6 separate regions of the Mus musculus genome follow, and all the other regions are linked to region 1. A link is a contact called in public HiCAR-type and promoter capture Hi-C data. All regions are on one chromosome and are shown on one strand. The core of a region is the stretch at or near the end of the contact, and the rest is flanking DNA. Distances in the headings are between cores, read along the strand shown. Region 1 holds the start of Polm (polymerase (DNA directed), mu). Region 2 holds the start of Nefh (neurofilament, heavy polypeptide). Region 3 holds the start of Gas2l1 (growth arrest-specific 2 like 1). Region 4 holds the start of Emid1 (EMI domain containing 1). Region 5 holds the start of Kremen1 (kringle containing transmembrane protein 1). Region 6 holds the start of Zmiz2 (zinc finger, MIZ-type containing 2).

The links. Promoter capture Hi-C pulls out the DNA fragments that hold promoters and counts their contacts. HiCAR-type assays count read pairs that join an accessible place to other places.
Region 2: a contact with region 1 is called in a HiCAR-type map of astrocytes, with 2.3 times the contacts expected there. The contact joins the promoter of Nefh here to the promoter of Polm in region 1. A contact is called at or near these places in 1 of 39 promoter capture datasets (liver), 1 of 484 Hi-C or Micro-C datasets (B cells) and 1 of 115 datasets of contacts at active chromatin or transcription factors (astrocytes).
Region 3: a contact with region 1 is called in a HiCAR-type map of astrocytes, with 3 times the contacts expected there. The contact joins the promoter of Gas2l1 here to the promoter of Polm in region 1. A contact is called at or near these places in 4 of 39 promoter capture datasets (cranial neural crest, hippocampal neurons, liver and 1 more) and 4 of 115 datasets of contacts at active chromatin or transcription factors (astrocytes, forebrain, memory CD8 T cells and 1 more).
Region 4: a promoter capture Hi-C map of second pharyngeal arch cranial neural crest shows a contact between it and region 1. The contact joins the promoter of Emid1 here to the promoter of Polm in region 1. A contact is called at or near these places in 5 of 39 promoter capture datasets (cranial neural crest, frontonasal cranial neural crest, hippocampal neurons and 2 more), 1 of 115 datasets of contacts at active chromatin or transcription factors (astrocytes) and 1 of 9 other capture datasets (embryonic stem cells).
Region 5: a HiCAR-type map of astrocytes shows a contact between it and region 1, with 2.5 times the contacts expected there. The contact joins the promoter of Kremen1 here to the promoter of Polm in region 1. A contact is called at or near these places in 8 of 39 promoter capture datasets (cranial neural crest, embryonic stem cells, hematopoietic stem and progenitor cells and 3 more) and 2 of 115 datasets of contacts at active chromatin or transcription factors (astrocytes and memory CD8 T cells).
Region 6: a contact with region 1 is called in a HiCAR-type map of astrocytes, with 2.6 times the contacts expected there. The contact joins the promoter of Zmiz2 here to the promoter of Polm in region 1. A contact is called at or near these places in 1 of 115 datasets of contacts at active chromatin or transcription factors (astrocytes) and 1 of 9 other capture datasets (embryonic stem cells).

What each region holds. Positions count from the first base shown.
Region 1 is chr11:5,835,630-5,840,060 of GRCm38.p6, reverse strand. It overlaps Polm (polymerase (DNA directed), mu), which reads left to right and starts at 2,045. Exons shown (of 11, transcript NM_017401.2): 1 at 2,045-2,500; 2 at 3,687-3,867; 3 at 4,262-4,360. The coding sequence starts at 2,310.
Region 2 is chr11:4,945,406-4,949,836 of GRCm38.p6, reverse strand. It overlaps Nefh (neurofilament, heavy polypeptide), which reads left to right and starts at 1,773. Exons shown (of 4, transcript NM_010904.3): 1 at 1,773-2,779. The coding sequence starts at 1,903. It also overlaps a transcript of Ap1b1 not described here.
Region 3 is chr11:5,063,120-5,067,550 of GRCm38.p6, reverse strand. Gas2l1 (growth arrest-specific 2 like 1) reads left to right here and starts at 2,224. Exons shown (of 7, transcript NM_144560.3): 1 at 2,224-2,336; 2 at 2,457-2,714; 3 at 3,073-3,725. The coding sequence starts at 3,093.
Region 4 is chr11:5,149,897-5,154,327 of GRCm38.p6, reverse strand. Emid1 (EMI domain containing 1) reads left to right here and starts at 2,098. Exons shown (of 15, transcript NM_080595.3): 1 at 2,098-2,206. The coding sequence starts at 2,106.
Region 5 is chr11:5,259,047-5,263,477 of GRCm38.p6, reverse strand. It overlaps Kremen1 (kringle containing transmembrane protein 1), which reads left to right and starts at 1,868. Exons shown (of 9, transcript NM_032396.3): 1 at 1,868-2,043. The coding sequence starts at 1,953. It overlaps Gm46268 (a long non-coding RNA gene), which reads right to left and starts at 2,461. Exons shown (of 4, transcript XR_003949640.1): 1 at 2,262-2,461; 2 at 1,396-1,762.
Region 6 is chr11:6,392,704-6,397,134 of GRCm38.p6, reverse strand. It overlaps Zmiz2 (zinc finger, MIZ-type containing 2), which reads right to left and starts at 2,010. Exons shown (of 19, transcript NM_028601.3): 1 at 1,847-2,010; 2 at 1,457-1,567; 3 at 1,263-1,377; 4 at 701-903; 5 at 287-470; 6 at 1-106. The coding sequence starts at 1,506.

The DNA of each region.
Region 1 (4,431 bases), core at 796-3,295:
ATTAAGGAACTTTTTGGGCCTGTTCCTTGGTATGTATGAAGGCATACACAACATTGTTTCTATCAGGAGATTAGGCCACACCTCCCTTTTTTCTTAAGGGCACCTCGTATTGGAGACAGAGAGCAGCACACATCTGGGCTGCCCCTTCTCAGACTCACTTCCCCACCACATGACTACCACTGTAGGACTGAAACCCAGACAATTTCCATATGGGAATCTGAAGTCTTTGTTCTGTGGAGTCTTTGTTACCACCCGAAGACCACTCTCCAGGAAGGGCAACTCCATTCAAGCACATCTTAGCAATACTAGGTCCTGGACCTACCAGGTAACTATGCATCCTGCTGCTAGCTCTGCTGCAAAAGCTACCTCCAGTGCCAGGATAGTCACAAACAGGTCTCTCAGCGCTCCAGGAGAGATCCCTTCCTTTCTCCACCTTGCACAGGAGGATTACAGACCTGCCCTTTAGCCTGCTCTGGGACTCTCTTAGGCACACAGACACATATAGGACACTCAGTACTCACAACCCACAGCCAGCTCAAACTACTTTCAAATGGAGTCCCTCCTTTCTCAGGTTGGAGTGCTGACAGTGCAGCTATGCCACCCTGCCAGGCCAGGATTTAAAGTTACATGTGGTTCCACTTGCCATTCTTTTCCTCCAGTTGGTTGTGCTCCTTAGATCACAAAAATCTTCCAATGGGGCTGGAGAGATAGCTTGGGAGTTAAGAGCACTTGCTGCTCTTGCAGAGAGCCCAGGTTCAGTTCCCAGCCATCTTTAACTGCAGTTCAAGATCTCTGCCCGCACCAGGCATACACGTGGTGTACATGCATGCATTCAGGCAAAACAATTAAGCACATAATTAAAAAAAAATTTTTTTAAGGGGCTAGAGAGATGACTTATTGGTTAAGAGCACTTGTTCCTGCTGAGGACCTGAGTTAGATTCCCAGCATTCACAGGGGCAGCGGCTCACAAATGTTCTTAACTCAAGTTCCAAGGATCTGAAACATTCTCACTCGACGGCACCAAACATGTACGTGGGGTACAGCTACACATGCAAGTAAAACACGAAGACACAGAAAATAAAAATAAATACATCTAATAAATATTTTTAAAAATTAAAAAAAATCGAGTGTCACTAATATAGCTTTGGTTTCTTTTTCGGATTTAAATGATTGCTGATCCGTCTGAGATCTGCTTAATGTTAAGCAGTTTGTAAGGGGGCCAATTTTTTTTTTTTTTTTTTGACTATGGCATAATGGGGCATAGGAACATTTCTGACAAAAGATCCAGTGAAATAACTGAACAAAGGGTATCAATCAGGACTCAAAATCCTTCCTAATGTAACTATAAAGGAATTTTAATAAGTTTAATCTATAAAATCCATAAATAATGCTGTTCCAGATGAAGAGCCACTGGAATTATTTTTCTTCAATCGGGGAAAAAGGGCACATAGAAACCATTTCTGTTCACTTCCACTGGGATCTAGTCTTTTTTTTTTTTTCCCCAATTTTTTATTAGGTGTTTTCTTACTTTACATTTCAAATGCTATCCCGAAAGTCCCCTATACCCTCCCCCGCCCTGTTCCCCTACCCACTCACTCCCACTTCTTGGCCCTGGTGTTCCCCTGTACTGAGGCATATAAAGTTTGCAAGACCAAGGGGCCTCTCTTCCCAATGATGGCCGACTAAGCCATCTTCCGCTACATATGCAGCTAGAGACATGAGATCTGGGAGTACTGGTTAGTTCATATTATTGTTCCAACCTATAGGGTTGCAGACTTAACTTTCCAAATGGAACGCCAGCTGTCCCAATGCTGTTCGTTACATTGGAAAACGTTTTCACCCTCCACCAGCTCACATGTATACTACTCAAACTCCGTTCCCCTCTGCATACCCAGGGGAAGTGGCGTGGGCGCTCTGTCACCAGCAGAGGCAGTGGAGGGTTATCCAGGACTTCTCATATGGCCAGGATAACCTGAGACCCCGCCCTCGGGGGCGAGGAAGAGAGGCCGAGACTCCGCCCCCGAGAGGAGAAAAGTGCCCGCCCAGTACGAGGCGAAGCCCCGCCTACGGGCCCAGGCTACTCTAAGGTCTGGGAAACCACTGGGGCTTTCTATGAGAGTAGTTCAAATAAGAATCCTCGGGCGTTATTTGCATAGAACTGGGGCTTCCGATGGGAAGCCAAAAGCATCCTAGAGGGCGTCTCGTTTGCATAGAGCAGACACCACTTCCTCTCTCCTCCTTCCGCCTTCTTTCATGACCCTGCCTTCCTTCGTTCTGCGGCTTCCTGTGCTTCCAGAGTTGGTGCCCAGATGCTTCCGAAGCGACGGCGAGTGCGAGCTGGGTCCCCACACAGCGCGGTAGCCTCTTCCACGCCGCCCTCGGTGGTGCGCTTCCCGGATGTGGCCATCTACCTTGCGGAGCCGCGAATGGGCCGCAGCCGCCGGGCCTTCCTCACCCGCCTGGCGCGGTCCAAAGGCTTCCGCGTCCTAGATGCTTACAGGTGTGCGGCTCCCGGGAGGCCCCGATGGTGGTGGGATGCCATCCCCCTCCGGGAGCTGGTGTAATTGTGCCCGTCACCCCAGGGTAGGGACTTACTGTGGCCCAGGGCGGGAGCTGGCGCGCAGCTGTGACAGCAAGCAGCACCTGCGGCTTTGGGTTCCAAGCCAGCCTCGGTACTTCGCGGTTGCGGTACGGTCTCCAACCCGGAGTTCCTCTTTTTGAAAGGATGCCATCGAGTCAGAGGCTTCTTAAAGAGCTATAAAAGAAAGAATGGTTAGTGAGAAATATTTGCTAGCTGCATTCCCTCCAATGAGCCAGCGGTCAAAGATGTCCTGAGTTTGCAGACGTCACCAACTAGCTCCAGTAGAGAAAATGCCCAGGGCAGTGGAGTAACTGAGATTGAGGAGACTAAAGGAGCCTGTGCCCGTGTAGCTGGCTAGTTTGTTTGCAACTAACTCCTCCCTCCACAAATGAAACATTCTTTTTGTTTGTTTGTTTTGTTTTTTTTCGAGACAGGGTTTCTCTGTGTAGCCCTGGCTGTCCTGGAACTCACTCTGTAGACCAGGCTGGCCTCGAACTCAGAAATTTGCCTGCCTCTGCCTTCCAAGTGCTGGGATTAAAGACGTGCGCCACCACGCCCGGCTCAAGACTACACTTAAAAGAGTAGAGATAACAATTTGGATTTCGTGTGGCTCTACATTCTTACCACAGCCTGACAAGGTGGCCTGCATTGGATTTTCCCAGTGTAAAGGAAATATAAATACGATGCTTTCCAAGTACATACAACAAGAGTCTGCCTACTGGGGTTTGAATAAATAGGGCAAAATTCTTGTGTCTTAAAATCTTAGCAGAATGGTATGCCAACCTGTAGTCCTGGTACAAGGGTACTAGAGTTCCAGGCTAGCCTGGCCTACAAAGCAAGTCTCTAAACAGCAATTAGCATTGAGATCAGAAACACCTGGCCCTGGCCACTAAGGCACCTGAGGCAGAGGGTGGCGGGTAACATGCCCAAGTGGCTTGTGGGTGAGGCTGCAGCTAAGAACCTGTTGGACCAATGGAGAGGTGCTCTCCCATCAAGGAGGGGCTGGGAAGGCTTTCTGGAGGAATGGAGGCCTGTCACAGTGCAAGAACAAAGGCTTGGGATAGGAGCAGCACAGCAAGGGCCCTGGGTTTCATTCTCCTTCCAGCTCAAAGGTGACACATGTGGTGATGGAAGGGACCTCAGCCAAGGAGGCCATCTGCTGGCAGAAGAACATGGATGCTCTCCCCACAGGCTGCCCACAGCCAGCTCTGCTAGATATTAGCTGGTTTACAGAAAGCATGGCAGCTGGGCAGCCTGTCCCTGAGGAGGGCCGGCACCACCTGGAGGTGAGCTAGTGAGCTGAGACAGATGACATAATAGCAGGTCCTTGGTGTCCTCAGGAGGAGGTAGGGAGTGAGGACTCTCCCAAGACTGCAGGGGGCCCTGGGAAAGCAATAGAGACCCCAACAGGGACTTGGGGGCTGGGCCATCCCACCTTCTGGTCTAACCATTTGGGACGTACTTTTAGTATAATTAGTTTCTTCCTTAGTGAGTACTTGGGATGAACTTGAGTCTGTCCTTGGGATGCTCTGGAGCCAGGCTGCTAGAAGACAGGAGGCAAGCTCCCTCCCTTTTGAGACCCCCATCCCTAGCCCACATATGTAGAGTTAGGGGCAGAGTACATGCCAGTGCTGCCATTTCAGGATGACCCGTGCCTTGCCCCCCCCTTTTTTTTTGCAGGTAGCTGAGCCCAGGAAGGAGCCCCCAGTCTCAGCGTCGATGCCAGCTTATGCCTGTCAGCGCCCCTCACCTCTCACACACCATAACACTCTCCTCTCAGTAAGCTGCATCTATGAGCAGATCCTCACCCAGAGAGCGGGACATGGGTAGAGCTGGTTGCTATCTGGCAA
Region 2 (4,431 bases), core at 524-3,023, 890 kb after region 1:
ATGAGACACAGGACAGGAAAGGGATCTCTTTTAGGGAATCTATCAGTTCTCCTCCTAGGGATCCCTCCAAAAGAGAAAACCACAGCAAACTGGGGTGCAGTGAGGCTTGAGGTAACTGCCTGGGAGAAGTTCTGATCTGAAGAAGTCTATACTGGTTTCCAGAGCTTGTCAGTGGGCATTGGAGTGGGGCTCTCTCTGCTCCGGGAAGAGGTTTGCAGGGAGAAAGAACTTCACAGAGAGCCAGGCACTGGACAGGACATGCAGGGGTGGGTCACTTACATACAACCGTAGGTCGTTTCGAGCCCGTCATATGACTCATCCAATCCTCCCCTGTACCGCACAGAGGGACTGCTTGGAAAAGCTATGGAACCTCCCTACTCCGTTAGGCATAGATTTAACCCTTCCCATCCGAGGAGCGGCTGCTGTCCGTGGTGCTGAAGCGATAGCGGCACGGGCGGCTCCGTCCACTAACACCGCTTTTGACCGGAAAACCAAACCAAGAACGAGCCGTATAATAAAGCAAGAGCTCCAAGTCTAAGCCCCTCCGCCGTCCCCGCCCTTTCACCTGAAGCCTCAGTAGGGCTCATGATGGAGGTCGGTGGACTTTGGTACTGAAAAACCACTCCACCACTTCCTCGGAGCATGAAAGGGGATGCTTACGGCAGTACTGGTTCATCTATTCTGGAAAAGGAATGAGATGCCAAGATAAAGCAGAAAAATCGGGCAAGGAAGGGAGAAAGACAAAGTTCTCAGGTGAGAGGAACTGGTTACTATTCCGACTGGCAATATGTGGGTTCTCCTCCCCAAAATCAGCCAGACATTTCCCAAGTTCGAACCTCCTAGGGGCACATGGGAGCTTGGAGCTGCATCTTGTCTCTTGCACACAAGGGAAAACCAAACATAGGAGAACACAATTTGTACAAGGTCATTCAGCTAGCGAAGCACAGAAGCTAACCCCACCCTGTGGCAGAACTTGGCTTCGGTGTTGAGGCTCTTGCTGCCTACTGAGGGACCCCCTGTTCTTCGTAGGCAGTTTTCCTTTCCGGGCAAGAGGAGACTCCACTTTCCAGTCGTGGCCACTGGAATTTTTAGAGAGCACCACGTTCCTCTCACCCAGCGCTCCCTTTCTCCGTCTGCAGTGTTCTCCTTCTCAGGGTAGCTTTGCGGTCCTTTCAAACTCCACGCCCACCCCAACCCCAACCCCGAAGCCAGCTGTACAGTTCCTTAAGCCCCTTTGGGTGGCCCAGGGCCGCTGTAGTATCTGGGGAACACTGCACCGCCAGCTAGAAGGTCCCCATTTATCATCAGTAGCATCCATCATGCAACCCCATACAGAATCCCTTCGTGGGTGACTGCAGTCTGCACTCCTCATCTCAAGGTCCTCTCTAACTATCAGGGAACCAACCCTGTGCTGCTTCTCAAGTGGGGGTGTCCTCTCATAGTAATCACTGCAGTCTCCCACTGCTTCAACCCGAAGGCGCCCTGACCCATCAGTTCTGCAATCCTCTCCCTATTTCCAGTGCCCTCTCTTATTCTGAGGGTCTTATTCTGACTAATAGGGTCTTCCGACATGCACCTGGAGGTCTGCACTTGTCCGCTCCGGAAGTCCTTTACTCCTTGGTCTGACCTCGGGAGGCTCTACTGACGATGCGTCGATTCCCCTTCACTCCTGGGTCGTCCCCCCCAGCCCCGCCCCTCTCACTGCGGAGAAGCCGGTCGGCCCGGGGCCGCGGGGGAGGAGGTGGAGAGGGTGGGGCCCTCCTCCCCAGCCCCCCACTGCCGAGGGGCCGGACCGGGCCACCGCGGATATAAAAGAGCCGGAGTCCCAGAGCTGCCGCAGTGCTGCCTGCCCCGTCCCAGCCCCGCACTCCCGCTCCGCTGGCGGCCGCACCTGCTCCGGCCATGATGAGCTTCGGCAGCGCCGATGCGCTGCTGGGCGCCCCGTTCGCGCCGCTGCACGGAGGCGGCAGCCTGCACTACTCGCTGAGCCGCAAGGCAGGCCCGGGCGGCACGCGCTCCGCGGCCGGCTCCTCCAGCGGCTTCCACTCGTGGGCGCGGACGTCCGTGAGCTCCGTGTCCGCCTCACCCAGCCGCTTCCGCGGCGCCGCCTCGAGCACCGACTCGCTAGACACCCTAAGCAACGGCCCAGAGGGCTGCGTGGTGGCGGCGGTGGCGGCGCGCAGCGAGAAGGAGCAGCTGCAGGCTCTGAACGACCGCTTCGCGGGCTACATCGACAAGGTGAGGCAGCTCGAGGCGCACAACCGCAGCCTGGAGGGCGAGGCGGCGGCGCTGCGGCAGCAGCAAGCCGGCCGCGCCGCCATGGGCGAGCTGTACGAGCGCGAGGTGCGCGAGATGCGCGGCGCCGTGCTGCGCCTCGGGGCGGCGCGCGGGCAGCTGCGCCTGGAGCAGGAGCACCTGCTGGAGGACATCGCTCACGTCCGCCAGCGGCTGGACGAGGAGGCCCGGCAGCGTGAGGAGGCGGAGGCGGCGGCGCGCGCCCTGGCGCGCTTCGCGCAGGAGGCGGAAGCGGCGCGCGTGGAGCTGCAGAAGAAGGCGCAGGCGCTGCAGGAGGAGTGCGGCTACCTGCGGCGCCACCACCAGGAGGAGGTGGGCGAGCTGCTCGGTCAGATCCAGGGCTGCGGGGCCGCGCAGGCGCAGGCTCAGGCCGAGGCTCGCGACGCCCTCAAGTGCGACGTGACGTCGGCGCTGCGGGAGATCCGCGCGCAGCTCGAAGGCCACGCGGTGCAGAGCACGCTGCAGTCCGAGGAGTGGTTCCGAGGTGCGCGGGAGCGCGGGGTGGGAAGGGGTCGCCCCCTCCTGGCGGAGCAGTGAGCAGCCCGAGAGGACTCCTCTCAGAAGTAGCTAGACCCGCTGCGAGGTGCATGCCACCTGACAAAGTAGCGGTTTTACCCAGACCCTCCCTTGGGGCGCCCCAACTCTGGATTTTCCTTTAGAAAAAGGAAACCACCCTCCACATTTTTTATGTCTGTAATTAAACACCGGGGCCAACCCCTGTGCCCCACACACTGTTAGACCCCAGATTCAGACTGATCTCCCATCTGAAATGGAGCAAGCCCCGTCTGGACCCAGCGTATCAGGTATCCAGCAGCCGCTTGCCATGCCAACTCTGCCCACCCTTTCTTGCGCACCCTGCGCAGTGGGTGGAACAGGAGTATTCGTTCTACCAGGCTTCGTCCCACTACTTGCTCAGTACATAACATCGCGAATTTTAGTAATTGCTGTGTAAAAATGAAAGCCATTCATTTTCATGCCGTTTCTAGCCAGTACGGAACCATCATGTGGACCTCATTGCTGTAAATGGCTGTTATTTAATATCCCCTTCCTCTTTCCCAAAATTTACAGGGGTTCTGAGTCAGCTAGACTGCAGTTGCCCTGAAACCTTACCCTTTAGCTGCAGGGTGACCTTGACCAACATTGGCTTTCTCTCATTCTCATTTCTTTTGGGATTGGGGCAAAGAGTAACTGGGCTTCTTTGTGTCAGCTGCAGTCATCTGCTGTAGTCGTTCCTGTAGTCATCTATAAATCTGGAGGCAAGTACAGAGCATCTGCGCTTTTCAAAAGTGTCTGTGATCCATAATAGCCAAGAATCCTAACTTGAGTGGCTTTTAAGCCTTTGCTAACAGCATGGAAAGCCAGGAATGCTGGGATTTGGATGGTTGGAATTTCCCTTTTCATGTTCTACGCCTTTGCGGTGGCAGTGCCCTTCCCCCATCTCTGCAGCAAGGCTCCTCCCAGAGGGGACCTCTTCTCTTCTTTTAGGTTTGCCCTTCACCAAGCAGAGCATCCCAGGATATGTGTTCCCACCAGCTGGCCTCTTTCTTTCCACCCGGACTCAGCTCTTGGATACAGGATGTTCACTTTCTGGAGATTAAGACCGATTTCTTATTTCCACTGGCCTGGACAAGATCTGAGAACCAGGTGCCAGTTGGTGGCAGAGACTCCACTGGCTCTGGGGCTGCTGTGTTAAGGGAGTCAGAAGAGGAAGGGACAGAGGCTGGGACAGGACGGGCCTTGTACTCTCCTATGACCTTGGACTCCGTAGAAATCTGCAATGAAGTTACCATGGCTACATTGTAACTGACGGCTTGTGTTCATACCTGGGGAAGTCAGAGGAATATGAACTTCCTTCCCAAGCCTGTATACCCCAGCTCAGAGTTAGGCCTCATGCTAGCTTCCCATCTGAACCTTCAGTGCAGTGTGCCAACCCTTTGTTAAGGAACTCTGCCAGGCACTAGAATCACCAATGGGGGCTTCCTGTCTCCTGAGTGGTTTATGGATCAAGTTGAGGGAGACACAGTCTGTTTTCTGAAGCCAGATAGACTCAATTTGAATCCTGCCACTCACTAGCAGTGTGGCTTTGGACCATAACTACTTAACTGTCATAGGAAAGGGTGTATTAAATATCCTAGC
Region 3 (4,431 bases), core at 975-3,474, 770 kb after region 1:
GCCTCGAACTCAGAAATCCTCCTGACTCTGCCTCCCGAGTGAAAGGAGACTCTTGAGACCAGAGCAGCTGCCTGGAAGAGAGTTTTAGACCAACTGAGGCACCTAGAAAGGACATTCCAGAACCTGTTGAGCTGCCTGCAGGCTATGATCAGGTTCCCATCTTTGGGAGCTGTCACTCATGCTTGGGTGGGCCTTTGGTGATGCTGCTGTTTGAGCCATGTCTGTTCTTGTAACTCCAATAAAAATTGGGCTTTTGTGGTTTCAGTCCTTTGGTCTGTTGTGGGTTCCCTATCAGGAGTGCACAGACTTGTGTGTGACATCTCCCCCAGGAAGTTTGTCAGACAACACTGGTGACCAACAGAGCTTAGATTCAGTCTTCTATGTCCAGAACACTGAAGCACAGTGAGGTGGCTATAAGTAGGGGTCAAATTCCTGCAGAGCTGCTGATGGCAATGGTACCTTAACCTCCCCAGTCCTCAGCTTCCCTAGATCTACAAAACCATCATATGAGGCTGGATAAGGGAACCTGCCACCATGCCACAATACCCAGGATCCCACATGGTGAAAGGCAGAACAAACTCCCAAAAGTTTGCCTTGCCTACATACCTTGACACAGACACACACTCACTAAACAGATGTAATAAAAAGTATCGGTGTATCAGATTATTTTGAAGATGATTGCTGGGTATGACGGTTCATTACTGCTTGTTCCAGGACAAGTCATTTCTCAATTCCTTCACTTAGAATTCAGTCTCCATAGCCAATTCTTCAGGACTTCACTCCCTGCTAGGTGTTATTTTTTTTTTTTTTTTTGTTTAACAACTCCGTGTCCACAATGTTCACCCCCAAACCTGGGATTTCTCCCTCATCTATACTCACACACTCACCTCACTAACATACATCATCAGTTTTCAACAGGCAGTCAAGATCCAGCATCCCCTCTCCCCATTCAACCTAAACCACTTGCCTCCCTCAGAGGCTTCCCTGACCCTGACCCTGACGCTGCAACAACAGCAGTTACAGGAGCCCTTATGGCTGCTACGTCAGCCTCTCCTAAATTCCTCCTTAGAGAGAGGCCTGGGATCCCAACAGAGAGAGCACACCATGAGTTCAAAGCCAGCTCAGGCTACATAGCAGAACTCTGTAAAAGTAATGACATGGTGGAACATTCCTTTAATCCCAGCACTCAGGCGGCAGAGACAGGCAGATCTCTATGACTTTTGAGGCCAGCCTGGTCTATATAGGGAGTTCCAGGCCAGCCTGGTCTACATAGTGAGATCCTGCCTCAAAACCACAACAAACTCCAACAATAATAATTTAATAATAATTAACAAATAAACCGGGGGCTGGGGAGATGGCTCAGTGGTTAAGAGCACCAACTGCTCTTCCGAAGATCCGGAGTTCAAATCCCAGCAACCACATGGTGGCTCACAACCATCCGTAACAAAATCTGATGCCCTCTTCTGGAGTATCTGAGGACAGCTACAGTGAACTTACATATAATAAATAAATCTTTAAAAAAAAACAAACAAATAAACCTCTCTTCCATGACCTTTGAAAAGCATGGTCCACAAGGCCCTAATGTTTCACCACTTCAGCCTTGCAAACCTACCCATTTTTCTTTCCTTCTTCCTTCCTTTCCTTTTTTTGAGATAGGCTTCCTCAGTGTGAAAAACTTTCCCTCTAGATGACTCTCAGCTTCCTCCGTCGCCTCCTTCCTTGATCTGAGTTAAAATTAAGTCCACACACCCCCACAAGATTTCCAGTCTCTCTCCAGCATCTCACTCCTCTCTCGGGCGACAGTAGGGGGCAGGATTCCCTAGATCTTCCAGGTTCCTCCTAAGGCGTGTAGTTGCCCCTGCCACACCCCCTCTTTTAACCTAACCCGCAGCCACCTTCCGATCCCTGAGCCTCATCGTCCTTGTACCTTAAGCTATCCCTGGGCCGTCCTGCAGGAAGAGCACCCAGTTATCTGACTTGCAGAGGTCCACCCGGGACGGAGGTGACTCTGCAGTCCCCGGCCCCTATCGCTTCCGGGGAGGCCACTGTCACGGGGGAAGGACAGCTGAAAGGATCTGAACCCCGCCTAGGAAGACCCAGACCCGGAGTTAAAGGGGGGGTGAGGTGGGGGTGATGCCTTAGGGCCTAAGGCCCGAGAAAGGCACGGCCCCTTTAAGAGCGCAGCTCCGCCCCTTCCTGGCCGGATCCAAATTCCAGGGGGGCGGGGCAGAGCGGACGCCTGGAAGCAGCGATCTCGGGCGACGCCTGTGTGCGGCGGCGCGGCCCGGCTCCGGCCCCGCCGGGGCGATGCTCCCCGGGGCGGCGGGGTGAGCCAGGTGAGCGCGGGGACCCCCAGGAGCCCTAGCCAGAGTGCCTGGAGGTGGGCCGGGCGGTGCGGGCTCTCTGCTTCCCAGGGCTGTGTGACCCTGACTGGGCACTCACCCTCTCTGGACCAGGCCTCGAGCACTGCGGAGGCTCGCGGGGGCCGTTCGGAGTCCCGGCCTTTCAGGCACCAGCTCGGGCGGCTTTTCGCAGCAGGAATCCGGCCTGCCTGGGTGACCCGATTCCTCCACCCACTGCTCTGCGACCTTCGGCGAATGCCTGCCCTTACTGCGCCTCAGTTTCCTCATCTGTAGAATGGAGACGCGGTCGCCGCTCAGCCTGTGGCGCGGCCCTTAGCGGAGAGGAGAAGGGAAAGGCGGGACTTCGTGCAGGTTATGGGCTGAGCAATGGAAACAGTCTCTCCGTGGTTCTGGGCGAGGCTCCTCTCCTGTCCCTCCCTACCCACATGTCTTCATGTTTTTAAATGGCATTTCTTCCTCGTGGGTGCCAACTTGTCCCCAGCCACCCTCTCCCGACCAGCCAGACAGCAAACATAAACACTACAATGGTGTAAATGTTACTGAGTCCCTTAAAGCAGGTCATGGCACCGTGAGAACAATGTGGTGCTACGTTTGCTTGTTCACAGCTTGCTCTTAAACTTAGCGTCTCCCCTGAGTGGCGGGCTGGTAGAGGTGGACCATTCTGAACCCTTTCGAGTCTTCACAGCAATCCTGACCTATGTCCCCACAGTGACTCCACTGGCTCTGGGCATGGCGAACCCAGTGGCGGGCATCGCAGGCTCTGCCGCCAAGAGTGTGCGACCCTTCCGATCCAGTGAGGCCTATGTGGAAGCCATGAAGGAAGACCTGGCCGATTGGCTCAATGCTTTGTACAGTCTAGGTCTCCCCGGCAGTGGCGATGGCTTCCTCACGGGGCTGGCCACAGGCACAACCCTGTGCCAACATGCCAACGCTGTCACCGAGGCTGCCCGGGCTCTGGCTGCTGCCCGTCCAACCCGAGGTGTGGCCTTCCAGGCACACAGTGTGGCGCCTGGCTCCTTCATGGCCCGAGACAACGTGGCCTCTTTCATCGGCTGGTGCCGGGCTGAGCTGGGCGTGCCTGAAGTGCTCATGTTTGAGACAGAGGACCTGGTGCTACGCAAGAACGAGAAGAGTGTGGTGCTCTGCCTGCTGGAGGTCGCCCGGCGTGGGGCGCGCCTTGGCCTGCTTGCCCCGAGGCTGGTACAGTTCGAGCAGGAGATCGAGCGGGAGCTTCGAGCTACCCCTCAGGTTTCCAGCGTCCCTGCTGCTGAAGAGGATGTCACTGAAATTGCCACTGTACCAGGGGTTCCCACCCGCACACCCCGCATGACGCCCAATGACCTTCGAAACCTTGATGAGCTGGTGAGTCTTCTGATATCCACATTGGGTGTCCCATCCCGTCCCGTCCCGTCCCCCCCCCCCCATCAGGGGACCAGATGGCAGAGCTAATACCTACCCCAACCCTAAGCCTCCAGGGGCCCATTCTCAGCAGCCTTCCCCACTAAGAGTACATATGGTGACTGCCAAGTGTGTACCTGGCCACAAAGAAATAAGCTCAGAGAGGCAGAGGTGCTGAGTGAGGCCACACAGCTCAGGTGGGTCTGAGGCAGGAGATCAGCTTTTAGTATTAAATGAGCGGCAACTAAGTTGAGTGCTTTCCTTCATTTGGAGGACTGTGACTTGGGGGGTGCCAGGCAGATGCATTGGCAGCCTCAGACCTGGGGCTGAGTGGCCGCTACCCGGGCTTGAGGCTATATATGTAGGAAGCTCTTGGCAAGAAGCCTGGTACACAAGGAGGGTCTGGGAAGACACCAACCCTGGTGCCCTGATAGAGAGCCTGGCCCCGCTACCACTGCTCCTGGGAACAGGAGGTGCACTTGGGAGCACAGGAGGTACAGACCCCCAGCTCCCTCCGCCTTTCCCAAGACCGATGTGTCCCTGACACCCCCGCAACTGGGCCAAGAGTTTCTTTCTTATCAGGAGCTTAGGACTATGATGTGCCTGCCCAAGTCAGGCATCCGATGGTTGTGGGCAGAATGGTGGCCCGATCTCCACCCACTCACCCCCA
Region 4 (4,431 bases), core at 849-3,348, 690 kb after region 1:
TCTGGGGTGGAGGGGTCTGATCTTGGCCACTTGACTGGGGCCTCAGACAAACCTGGATCCATCAGTAGGATGTGCATCTAGGGGCAGAATCAAGTTGTTAATCTGCCTGGGGCAAAAACAAGACAAAGTTTGGAGGTATAGGCAAGGTCATATAGGTTCAATTCCCAGTACTTTACAAAACAAGACACACACACACACCCCTGCAAGGCATAGCCAGGGAGTCAAGGGACTGACTGACTGATTTAGTGTCAAAAGACAGCACACACCAAGTGCCAATGATCTTAGTGAAGGGAGGCAGGCACCCCTAAGGGGGCCAAGTTAGGCCCGTGTCCATACCCTTGGAGGGACCTGGGAGATTTGGAGAGCCATAAGCATCTGGGACATTATAAGTCTGCCCAAAGACCTACGAGGACCAAACAAGAAACTGAGGCTCAGACCGGGGGAAGACTTGTGTAAGCCAGCGTGAGCAGAGCAGTTGAGAGACAGGGTTTGAACAGCACCTACTACCTGGCCTTTTGGAGACAGGGCTGGGCTCTCTCTTTCTCTGCAAAGGACTCTGGTTATGCCCTGGTCCTGACTCTACCCACAGGTCCAGGAGAAGCAAGCCCCAGGACTCAGACTGTCTTTGTTTCCACACAGAGATGGGCAAGCAACCACAGGAGCATGGCCCCTTGCACAGCTGAGCTGGGCAAAGATTCCCTGACCTAGGCTGCTCACTGCTGGGGCGTGCAGTAGACGTCTTCTGTGACCTCCCTTGGTGACGACTCTGCTCTTGTGTAGAGCTGGGCACAGTATCGAACCCAGCATGCAGGAGGCAGAGGCAGACAGACCTCTGTGAAATGAAAGCTAGCCATATTATATATGTGTGTGTGTGTGTGTGTGTGTGTGTGTGTGTGTGTGTGTGTATTTGTTCCAGACCAAGCCAGGACATATAGAGAGCTCATCTAAAAGAAAGAAAGAAAGAAAGAAAGAAAGAAAGAAAGAAAGAAAGAGAAAGAAAGAAAGAAAATCATACTTCATATACACACATATGTACATATATGTGTGTACATATATGTACATATATGTGTGTACATATATGTACATATATGTGTGTACATATATGTACATATATGTTCATATACACACATGTTCATATACACACACATGCACACGTGTACACAAACATGATATGCATGCATACAGGCATCTCACGTGTACACAGACATACATGCATACACATGCCCACCACACAAACACATACATTGTTCATTCAAATATGGCGTACATAAGCAAATACTGCCCATGCTCACAAACACATCGTGTACACACAGATTCAGCACATACATGTTTACAGCGCCGTGCATGCATACAACATTATCCATGCACACAAATAGTCTATCATGTCAGCACAGGCAAACTCCTCGCACCTGCTATGCCGCGTGGAATGTGCCTGAGTCCCACCCAGGCCCTCTGCTCTCAGCCAGTCCTTACCTTAGGGAATGGGAAATTGAGGCCTATGCCAAAATGCTGTCTACACTTGTGCTTAGACCCCAACACTGAGATGAGGGGATTGTGGGTCTGGGGTTACTCTGCCAGAGTGCTCTGGGCCTTAGTGTCTCCCTGTAAAACAGGTATAAGGGTCACTGCACTTAGGGGACGCGGGAGCACCTGAGCCTCGGGTTTCTCCTCCGTAACATGGGCGACCTAGCCAGCCCAACACGGAGTGATGAAAGCTTTAGTCAGGGCAGGATGTATGGGGTGAGATGCCTGGGACAATGGCACAGCTCGCGCAGGAAGCCTGTGTTAGGTCGATGGGAAGATCCTGTGTGTTTCGGGAACCCAGTTCCGCAAAGATGTCAAAGATGTGCGTCCAGAGGCGATCGCTCTGGAGTGGTGGGTTCAGGTCCTGGCAGCGTTGCGGGGACGAGGGGGCGGGTGCGGCCAGGGCCTCAGTTTCCCAGTCTGCGGCTCAGGTGGGCACCTGGAGGGCGTCCTGGCGGGGGCGCGGACGGCTTCCGGGTTGGCGGGGGGCGGGGGGCGAGGGGCGGGCGAAGCCGAGCGCCCCCGCCCTGCTCCGCCCGGAACCGGCTCTGCGCGCCCGCGGCTGCGGTGGGGACGACAGCATGGGCGGCCCGCGGGCCTGGACGCTGCTCTGCCTCGGGCTCCTGCTCCCGGGAGGCGGCGCCGCGTGGAGCGTCCCGGGCGCCCGGTTCTCGGGTCGCAGGTAAGTCTCCCCTAGCTCTGTGCAATCCCAGCACTGGGGTGAGGGAAGCAGACCCCAGCTCCGTGCAACCCCGAGACTGGGACAGGGACCCGACCCCAGCTCCGTACAATCCCGCGACTGGGGCAGAGACCCGATCGCAGCTCTGTGCAACTTCAGGGTCTGGGACAGAGACCCGACCCCAGCTCCATGCAACCCTAGGACTGGGACAGAGACCCGACCCCAGCTCCTTGCAATCCCGGGACATCGGAGGCAGTCCGAGACTGTTGCAGGGGCTCCATCGCTCATCTCTATACCATAAGCAGTGGGAGCAGGGGTTTGGCACGCTGTGCTCAGGATAGCCGGCTCACCTACTTCTGTGTGAAAGAACAGACGGCCTCCCCTACTGAGATCCCGGAGGCCCCAGAAGGTGGACCCATGGCAATGCAACAGAGCTTCCCAGGACTTCTGTGGGTCTCGCCCAAGCCCCCCTTCCCTTCATGTACATGTAAAATGCCAGGATCACCCCTTAGCCAGCCCTTCAGGAATCCCCTCTCTTTTCCCCTGCTACTGTCTTTTTCTTCTTTCTTTCTTTCTTTTTTTTTTTCTTTTTTCTTTTTTTATGTCCCAGCTATTTATTTCACTCGGAGGAAGGACTGGGGTGGAGACTGCACAGTGGGTCAGTGTCAGAGGCCCCCTGGGACCTGGCATTTGGTTGGACCTCCCAAAAGCCTATGACTCTCTGCCGGCCTTTGTGGAGTGTTTCCCAGGATCGGGTCCTGTGGGGCTTTTTCTAGACAGTGCCTTCAAGACTGGAGGATGTAGGGAAACTTGTCCCCACTCAATAGAGGGGCAAACTGAGACTAATGTGCTCGTGGTGGGTATTCATGGAAGAGCTGGGATTCAGCTCTCCCTTTCTGGACTCGATGGCAGAGTTTGAACCTGCCCTGGCCCCTGCTCTGCCTGTAGCCCCTGCCCCTGTCTCCAGGACAGACAATGTGGACTAACCAGGCCTCTTAGGCCTTTCAGCCCATTCAAAGGCCCGTGAGGGCCCCACCCCCCTGTGGCCTCACTTCTTTCTTTTTAGAAGTTTCCCTTTCTTGTGGTCAGAGGCCAGCAACCCCCCCTGGGAGCTAGCAAAAGCAGGTGACCGGGTAGAGCAGGCTCAGGGGTAGAAGTGGCTGAGGCAGCAGAGGTCAGGCAGTTAGCTGTCTGAGATGGGAACAGCCGAGTGGCAGATGTGGCAGATGCCACAGCACCCCTACAGTGTGCCAACCACAGCTGGTGTGGGCTGGCACTTTTCCTGCATCCATTGCTTCTAGAACCTTCCCAGCTGCTATCTAGGCTTGCTTCTCTCTGCTGTCTGTTTTATAGAGAAAGAAACAAAGTCTGAGAGTGGGGAATTATCTGTCCCACTTCATAGAGTAAGCCCCACATAAGAGGGGTGAGGATCTAGGGCTTCCTGGGGTCAGACTTGGGGTGATGGGTGAGACACTTCCCTCCAGCTGGCCCAAGGCCACCACTTCCGAGTTGTACTCCGTGTCCCCGGCTTCCTGTGTGGGGACTCTGCCTGTGGGCAGGTGTCTGGGTTTCACCCAGTCTGTCCCTCTGTATAGTCTTGTCACAAAGCTCTTGCAGCAGCCCCCTCATACCCATTTTACAGACACCGAGACTGATGGCCGTGAACCTCAGTTTCCCCTTTTGCTTATCCTGTGTCTGAAGGTTTGTTCTGAGAGCACAGGCCACGCACATTGGGGCCCCACTGGTTACCATCTTGAAGTAGGGTAGGGACCTAAAACCAGAGTTACCTGTGGACGTTAGCTGCCGGGACCTCCCCTCGTGGCCCTGTCTCAGTATCTTGGAGACAGTATGAGGATGTTGCGCCTTGTCAACCCTTCCTCCACTCCCAGCCAGGCGCCCCGGGCACCCCTTGGCAGCTGAGGGACTGAAGGCAGAAAAGAGGCTTTGTGCTGAGGAGGGGGAGGCCCGGGAAGGCATCCAAAGGGCCACCCCCAACCCCAGGAATGTGGTGAGACTGAGCCCCTACAACTAGGATGCCCAGGGGCTCTGCAGAGCCACCTTGGAACACTTGGCTGCTGCCAGTCCGCATCCCATAGTAGGATGACTTCCTGGCCCTGTGACATCCCTCCTCGCCTCAGCCCTACTTCTCTGACTGGTTCCAGCATTCACATATCCCAGTTCTACGCCCACATGGCTAACCCAGGTAGGTGCCTCCTCTCAGACCCTCA
Region 5 (4,431 bases), core at 619-3,118, 580 kb after region 1:
CGTGGGAGGTATCTACGCCCTTGGGGCCCAGCTCTGGGAGCTGCCTCCTGAGTGTGGGAAGGCTGGGGAGAACACCTGCCCAGTGAGAGGGCGAGGGGCACAGGGCGCAGGGGTGGGTGTACCCCAGGTAGGCCAGGGTATCCCACGGGGCCAGGATCGCCCAGCCCTGCTCCGGGCACAGCGAGTAGGAACAGGAGGGCAGATGTTCCTGCCACCGCCAAGCCTGGTGCAGGCCTGTACTTGCCAGCCCCGGACCAAGGACTTGAAAGCTCTCGGTGCACAGCCCGGACCTGTCCTGCCGGGCGTCGCCGTGGCGTTTTAAGCAAGAGCAATCGGAAAATCCCCGCTGCCTGGGGGTGTGAGGAGGAGTAAGGAGGCTCGAGATCCTGGGGGGTGGGGGGCTGCCTCGCGGAGACCGAGAATTTAAGCCACAGAACCCCAAGTCTCCCCTAATGAAGAGACACAGCGCTTGCCCCATCGAGTTGGGCACTTTTGTTGCTTCCGTATCTTTGGACCTTGAGGTCTTTTATGGTTCCTATTTTGCTGATGGTTGAGCAAAATACATTGGTGAGATATATATATATACACACAGATACATATATATGCAAATATATAGTGTATCACCCATTTTATACTAATTAAAAATAATTTAACTGGGAGTGGGGACACACACCTTTATTCTAGCACTTGGGAGGCGTAGGCAGGAAGACCTCTGTGAGTGCGAGGACAGCCTGATCTACATAGTTCCAAGACTCAAAATAATAATAATAATAATTTAAAACTGGTGTGATGGCTCATCGGTAAAGACAATTGCCACCAAGGTTGAGGACCTGAGTTCCCAGAACCGACAGTGCAAGGAGAACCGACTCCCACAAATGGTCCTCTGGTGTTACACATGCACCCATACACATACAATAAAAAACATATATGTATGTACATATGCATTTATACATACATATATTTTTTTCTTTGTTTCTGTTTTATAGCCCTGGCTGTTCTGGAACTCGCTTTATAGATCAGACTAGTCTCCAACACCAAGACCTATCTGCCTCTGCCTCCCGAGTACTGGGATTAAAGGCGTGCGCCACCACTGCACCGCTGTAAATACATATTTTTAAAAGAATAAGTTGCGCTAGTTGACACGGATATGATAGGATTCTGCACAAGGCTCAGTATGCTGTCCCTTTGGTAGCTGCAGGACTCCACAAGGAGAAAGAACTCCACATTTACTGAGCCCCCACTGTGCGTGCGAGGTTTCCGTGCATTATCTCACTTTGTACAACCGCTTTGTGGAGCAGACGGTATCGACATACCACTGAGCAGAAGGGAGCCCCGTTTTCTTTAAACCTGTATACATTTATACAGATCTTACGAGTAACCAAGTGGGATACGAACCGGGACTGGAGGACTCCAGAACACGCTTTGGCTAGCCGCTACCACGAGCCTAGCAAGAGCAAGAGGTTTGTTCTGGTTACTACCGCAGTGGTGGAACTCGCGCGTGAGTCACGACCTAGGTAAGGGTGAAACAGGGGTCACGGCGCTCGGCCGGTGTCAGCGCCGACAAACCTCAGCGTGGGGACTCAGAGGCAGGACCCGTCCCGCCCTCACCTGTAGACTCCACACCTCGGGTGGCCTCACCGCGCCTGCTGTGGGGGCGGAGCCAGGTGGGGCGGGGGCGGGCTCCCGCGCGTGAGTGGCAGGCCGCGCATGCGCAGGCCGCCCGGCTCGGAATCCTAGCAGGCGTCAGGCAATCCGGGCGGTGCTGAGGAGGACGGGGCGGCGCTGAGGAGGGCGGGCCGGGGCGGACCGGGGCGGGCCGGGGCGGACCGGGGCGGGCCGGGCGGCGAGGGCGGGGCGACGCTGAGCTCCGTCCTGCTCCCATGGCCGCCCCCGGCTCCCGGTGCTGCCCCCTCTGCCCCGGGCCGCGCCCGGGGGTCCCGCACTGACGGCCCATGGCGCCGCCCGCCGCCCGTCTCGCGCTGCTCTCCGCCGCTGCGCTCACTCTGGCGGCCCGGCCCGCGCCCGGTCCCCGCTCCGGCCCCGGTGAGTGAGACCCCGGCCCCCCCCCGAACCCCCTCGCCCTCTCTCGCGCGTGGACCCCGGAGAACCCGATGTTCGGGCTTCTGTCCCAGCACGCGGCGTGGACGCGCCTGTCCCGCGTTACCAGGACTCTGCCCCGAGTGCCGGCTTCTAACTTTGCCGAACTCTGCTTCCGACTTACGGAAGAGAAGGGGGTGCGTGACGGCTAAAGTCGCCCGTACCGAGTGCAGACTACTCTGAGTCCACCGCGGCGTCCGCCCGAGGTGGTGCTCTCGGCCAGGATGGAAGCTGGGATGGCAGCTTAGTTCCCACACGCCCTTCCTTGCCTCGGAATCCTTTCCCAGTGGAAGGACAAGCATGAGGGTGTTGTCTGGCCCAGTTCGGTTTCTTTGCAGGTTGTTGAGAGCTGATGAGCATAGGACATTGGTGAACCTGCCACTGGGGTCTCCACCCTAAGTTGCGGATTGTGATGTTGCGAAGGCAGGGTTTTACTAGTAAAAGAAAACTCAGAGTTGCTTTGTTTTCTTGACAGCTTGGATTTAGGGGAAAGGCTGAGATTTATTTTCTGTGTGATTTTGAGGCAAAGCTGCTTGAACCTCTGTTACTTGATCTGAAAGTGGGGGGGGGTAACTCACTCCCATGAGCAGTGTTGGTGAACATTAAATGATACACTGTAGGCAACTTGCTTAGAGTGTTCCACCATGTGTAGTCATTAAACGATTTAATAATACTTATTATAGTGTTTCCCAGTTCACTAAGGACTAGACACCTGGTTTACCCAGCGAATACTGAATTTCTTTCAGGATGAATCCCGGCAAAAGGCAAAGCTGGGTTTTGGGACGGCAGAATGAGGAGTTCCCAACACACCAAACCTGAGACTCAGTAGAAGTGGTTTCTAGGTGATTGCTGCCTTCTATGGGACTTCTATAATGTGCTCTTTTCTACTGTTTGTAGTATGTGAACAGGGAGGGAGGGAGGGACGTTCCGAGAGCCAGGACGTGTCAACATAACTGTAACCTAGTAACTCCTTCCACTTTGTCATCTTTGTGTTCAGGATTTAATGTCCTCTATGGAGAGAGAGGTACGGGTGGGAGTGGACTGGCGCTCCTTCCTGGAAAGGGCACTGTGAGCCTATTCTGCCCACACTTGCAGGGAGGTAGCATCTGTTAGGCACCGACGCTTTGCTAGGTCAGATGCAACAGCTCTTGGGTAAAGTTGGTATGCTTTTATTTAGGAGTCCTGGGTAAGGACAAATTTATGGCTGTTGTGAAACAGTTTACTAGGTCCCTCAAACTCTCCTCAGCGGGGTTCCTCAGCATTCTGCAACATCAGTGCCTTTGTGATGTTTCCCCTCTGGTTCCAGAAGCAGTTTCAGAAACAAACCACATGGTTTTCAGCATCATATCCTGTCAAGAACCTAGCGACTAGTTTGTTAAATCCTTTCCAATTAAAAAAAAAAAAAAAAAAAGCTGTACACTGAGAATATGCCAAACTTACCATTTCATATTTTGTGATACTGTAATTTTCTCTAAAATTTTGTGGATGGAAAAAATTATTCCAATACTTATATTCTGCACAACTTTGTAATATTTAAATTACTGGTGGTTTGCATTTTTGAATGCTGACTTTATAAAAACAGTTAGCTCATTCCCCTTCAATGTTATTCTAATTATAGTGTGTAGTCAACCCCAAATGATCTCCAGTCTCTCTGCTCTTTTGTCATGCGTTCTCTTCTATCACAACTGATAAGAAAGGCGACAGAGGTTAGTGGTAGCCTTTTCTTGCCTCTCACCATCCTCCTCAACGTCTCATCTGGAATTTGTCCTATTAGTCAGTAATATGTGTTGTTATAAAACCTGAGTTTGGTCACCTGTAAGGCCTGCATACTCTATAGTAATTCTCTTAGCCCCATAGATGGATAATTTAAGTGTTTAAGATGAAGTGAGTCCTCCTTTCCCCCCACCTTTTTTAGACCAGGCTGGCCTCGAACTCACAGAGATCTGCCTGCCTCTGCCTCCTGATCACTGGGACTTTCCCTTTATAAATCTCAAAGCAAAAAAGTATTGCGTTTAGGCTCCGTACTGACCAAATTGGTGTGCTCAATATAGCTGTCAGTACACTTAGAGTTTAGAATAGGTGGACCAAAAGCAAAATGATTAAAACAAAGCTACAGCTTCATCATCTCCATATTGGGAGGTTTTGGTAGTAAGCAGTGTACCAGCTTTAGTTTAGAATCTAAAGTTTTAAAGGATTTATTTATTGGGGAAGTATGGCGATGAGTACTTAATGGGGTGAGTGTGGAGATCAGAGTGTTTTTGGTAATCAATTCTCCCTATCTACCTTGTCAGTCCCTGAGATTAAAAGATCTTCAAGCTTAATACAAACACCTCT
Region 6 (4,431 bases), core at 761-3,260, 560 kb before region 1:
CCATCATTCCTCCCATGCCTGAAGGGTTCATGCCAGGGGGCACACTGGGTCCTCGAGGACCTCCATGCTGCAGAAACTGGCTGTTAAAAGACTGCCCAGTCCCCATCTGAGAGGAGAAAGAAGAGGAACAGTCAGACCCGCTCTCAGCTGCTGCCATGGTCCTCTCTCTCACTGGCCTCGGGAAACCCAGCACAGTCCACACTTGTCCCCAGAACCTGCTGCCTTGCCAAATCTACGAGCCCACTCATAATTACTAGCACATGGAAGAAGCTGGAGGGGGCCTTACCGCTCCATACTGACTTAGCTCCTGGCTCTGCTTCTCCTGCAGGGCAGCCACCGTGGCTGTGGCTGTGGCTGTCGCGGTGGCTGCAGCAGCAGCCATGGCAGCTGCAGCTGCTGCTTGTGTGAAGTCAGTTGAGGGCCGTGCTGCATGTGTGGGGAGCCCCAGGCCTGCAGGGCCTCCTGCATACCTGTAGGTGATACAGGATTGCCTTACTGTCTAGAGAGGCTTTCTCTGGGACACACAGCACTTCTTCCATTCTTTTTTATTTTTTTTAATTTTCTCTCCCCTCCCTCCACTCACTTCTTCCATTCTCAACAGAACTTCCACTGTAGCTACTAGAGACAGTAGGGGAGGAGCAGGCAACATCCAACCCTTCTGCAGGACTGACAGGCTGATGGTTTCAAGTCACTGGCTTACCCAGTAGTGAAGCTGGATCCCCCAGGGTAGCTCCCTCGGCCATACACGCCTTGCTGTACGTAGCTCTTGCTAGCACCTCCTTCAGCAAACGCCTGCTGTCCCAGGCACTGCGGGGAGGTCAAGGCAGAGCTGCCACCTGCCACACCAGGCATCATGGAACCACCAGGGGGGCTTCCTGCAGGGCCCATGGGGTTCCCTAAAACCTACAAGGAAGTGGGAGTCACCAGAGAGAACCAGCCAAACTACTGTCTTTAAGACACAGCCCTAAAGTGCTAGATGCCAAGAGATGCCCAGCAAATGGGGGAGGACCTGGGTGGCAGGAGTGGTTGTCTATAGTTCTGACTGGAAGGGTCTCTGGAGCCAGGGGAAGACATCCCATGGTAGTACAGAAGAAAGGCACCTAGTGACTTGAGACCCTCAGGAAGCCCCATCCTTGTGCTTCAGACAGTCCGCTTGGTCCCTGGTTCTTGGAGCCCTAAGATGGTAGAGGCACCACCAAGACTCTGGATCCTGAGGGCTGGGGGGTGGGGGTGGGAGTGGGGTGGCCCTGATACACACTCACCTGGCTCTGGGTTGCGTTGCCAACTCCCCACACAGTAGTGACCACAGACAGTGACCCAGCTGGCTGAGTGGCACTTTGTTGCCAAGGCACAGACTCATATGCAAATGAACCATCACTAAAAGAGAGCAGCTGGTTAAGGCAGGGTCAGAAGGCCAAGGGCTTGCTAGAGGCAGGCCACAGAAGCCCACACTCACCCGTGTGGTGCAGGGGGCAGGGCGGGTTTCATGGGGTTCATGGGGTTCATTGGTGATGGAGCAGCCTACAGGCCCAATGTGCTGGAGCTTATCCGGGAGTTGCTGCTCCGGCTGCGGGACAGGAGGGAGAAGGCAGGAGCTTAGATGCTCATGGTAGCACGGACAAAGCCAGGGTAGTAGCGTTGGCAAATGTCAGCCCAGAATGCAGTGCAAAGCAACTCTAACAAGGGCTCTGTCATCTTAAGCCATTGGATCAACCCTGGAAAGGGCTTTCTGATATCAAATACTTCCCACATTCCCTTTCCCATATAAATCATAGGAAGCCAGGAACCCTCAGCAGGCCCTGGAGAAGGTCAGAGGGGTAGCCCCCACCCTGCGGAGCCCAGAGACCTGAGAAGGAGCAGAGCTTGAGTGTTCTTTGAGGCAGATGCTGAAAAGTCAGGCAGCAGATGTACAACGGCAGTCCATCCACCAGGTTGGCCTTAGGGTGGCTGTACCGACACGGCTGACACAGGACACAGGCACTGACCCAGCCCCTGGTTGGCAGCTCTCTCCTATCAAGAGGGTGGCAGAAGGGCTTCAGGTCACAGGACCTTCAAGCTGATCCAGACGACTTGAGGGGAGCAGGCGTGTGTGTGTGTGTGTGTGTGTGTGTGTGTGTGTGTGTGTGCGCGCGCGCGCGTGCGTGCATGTATGCATGCATGTAGGTGCACACACACACACACATACACACACACCCCTGAGACAAATATGACCTTAAGTATATGGTCAAGTGGACATCTTGCCCCCCCCCAAAGACCCATCTGTGACACTTGTGAATTCCCAACATGGCAGTGACACACACAGCACAGCAGGTGTGGGGGGTAGTCACAAAGCCAGACCATGCTAACGCACATCTACAAGATGGGACCAACTGGGCTTCATTCTTAGAAAACCGTAGCAGTGGCTGGTGGACAGGGAGGCAACAGCAGGTAAGAGCAGCGACTGGTACAGAAGACTCCCACTCCTTGCCTTTCTCAGTGCCTCATCCACTCAGGTCCTAATATACCCTGGACCACATGCGTGCCTACCTCTGCTTGGTCTCACCAGAATGGCACACAAGCCATGTGTTGGGCACTTCTCAGGGACCTCTGGGAAGGCCTGGGTGCTCCTGTCTGAAACCCTCTCTTGGTAGGGGCTGTGTGATTGCCACACATACCTTTTGAACCATTATCAGATCTGGTGATTTCCATCTTCCACTCAGCACTCACAAGCCTCTTGTCTAGGGGAGAGAGGGGTATCGCAGCACCCACTCAGCTCTGGAACAAACATTTCTTTGTGCTTACCACTCAGGGCTCAGTACAGACCTGGAGGCTCTGCAGGGCAGGGCTACACACACAAAGCCCCAGAACGGATAAGAGAAAGAGAGAAAAGGGGACTGTGACTTGCCCTTGCCTGGGCAGCCTTAGGCTCCCAGAGATCCTTCTCACACCCAGCACCAGGCTACCAGGGAAGAGAAACCTCATCCACCTCATCCACAGGCTCTGTCCCCTGGCCCTCAGAGGCAACTACACTTGATTCTAGCCCAGGCCAGGTCCTGCCTAGGCAGCTGGAGACAGAATGTGCCAGACTGGCAGCAGAGGCTGGCATCTATGTTGCTCCTGCTGGATCCTGGCAGCTGACCTGGTGGGAAGAACTCCTCCCAAGATCTGACATGTGGGGTCTGGAACAACCATGTGGATGTCAGGAAATAGGAACAGGAATCAAGACAAAAGCACGACTTAATGGAAAAGAGAAGAGATGGGAAAATAGCCACACAAATACTCCCAGAGACACCAAAGCAATTCAGTGGAGGAAGGACATCTCTAACAAGTGGTACACGAGCAACTAGAGCCTACCAGTAAACAAAAAACTTCAGACACAAAATATGACGGGGGTGGGAGCATCTCTAGATGTAGCTTAATGGCAGAGCACTTGCCCTGTGTGCTTACACACGTCATGCTCTGAGTTTGAGCCTCACTACTGTAACAACAACAACCGAGTCACAGCATATACCAAAATGAACTAGGTCCTAGGTTTAAATGTAAAATACAAACTATAAAATGTTTAAGAAAATATCAAAGAAACTCCACAGGATCCAGGCTGAGCAGAAAGTTTTTAGATTTGATACCAAATCTAAATTTGATCCATAAAATAAAATTAAAAACTTTTCTGTGAAAGATCTGCTAAAAGAATTATAAGATATGATACAAGCTGGAAGAAATGCTTACAACTGTTCCAAAAAAGGCAGCATAGCACCTAAAATATATAACAAATTATTAAATTATTATTATTATTGCTATTGTTTTTGTGACAGGGTTTCTTTGTGTAGCCCTGGCTACCCTGGAATTTGCTCTGTAGACCAAGCTGACCTCAAACTAACAAAGATCCATCTGACTCCCTAGTGCTGGGATTAAAGTTGTACGCCACAACTGCCCAGCTTAAATTATTATTAAAACAAAATCCAAATAGAAAATCAGCAAAACACACGAATAGACTTCTTCAAAGAAAACATAAATGGTAAAATAACTCAAGGAAAAGTGCTTAGCATCCTGTCAGGAAACAGATTAAAGGAGAACGGCTAAGATAAAAAGTGACATCATAAAACGCTGGCAAAGAGGAACTAGACCCCACATGTATCTCTCACGAGAATGTAAAATGGAAGGCACAGCTACTCTGGAAGTCTGGCTATTTCTTATAAACCCGAGTGTGCAGCTACCACAGCACAACCCAGCAACTCAACTCTGGGACATATAACTCAGAGATGCCAACTTATGTTTATAGAACAACCTACAAACAAATGTTTGTCACAGCCAAAGATTGGAAACGGCCCAGGTGTCCTTCAACGAAAGAAAGTTCCCTCAGTGCAGGACACCAACAGCCCAGATGCCAGAGGTGCACACTACTGCTAACGCACTACAGCCTATTCTAGATGAATCTTCCAGAAACTGTGCTGA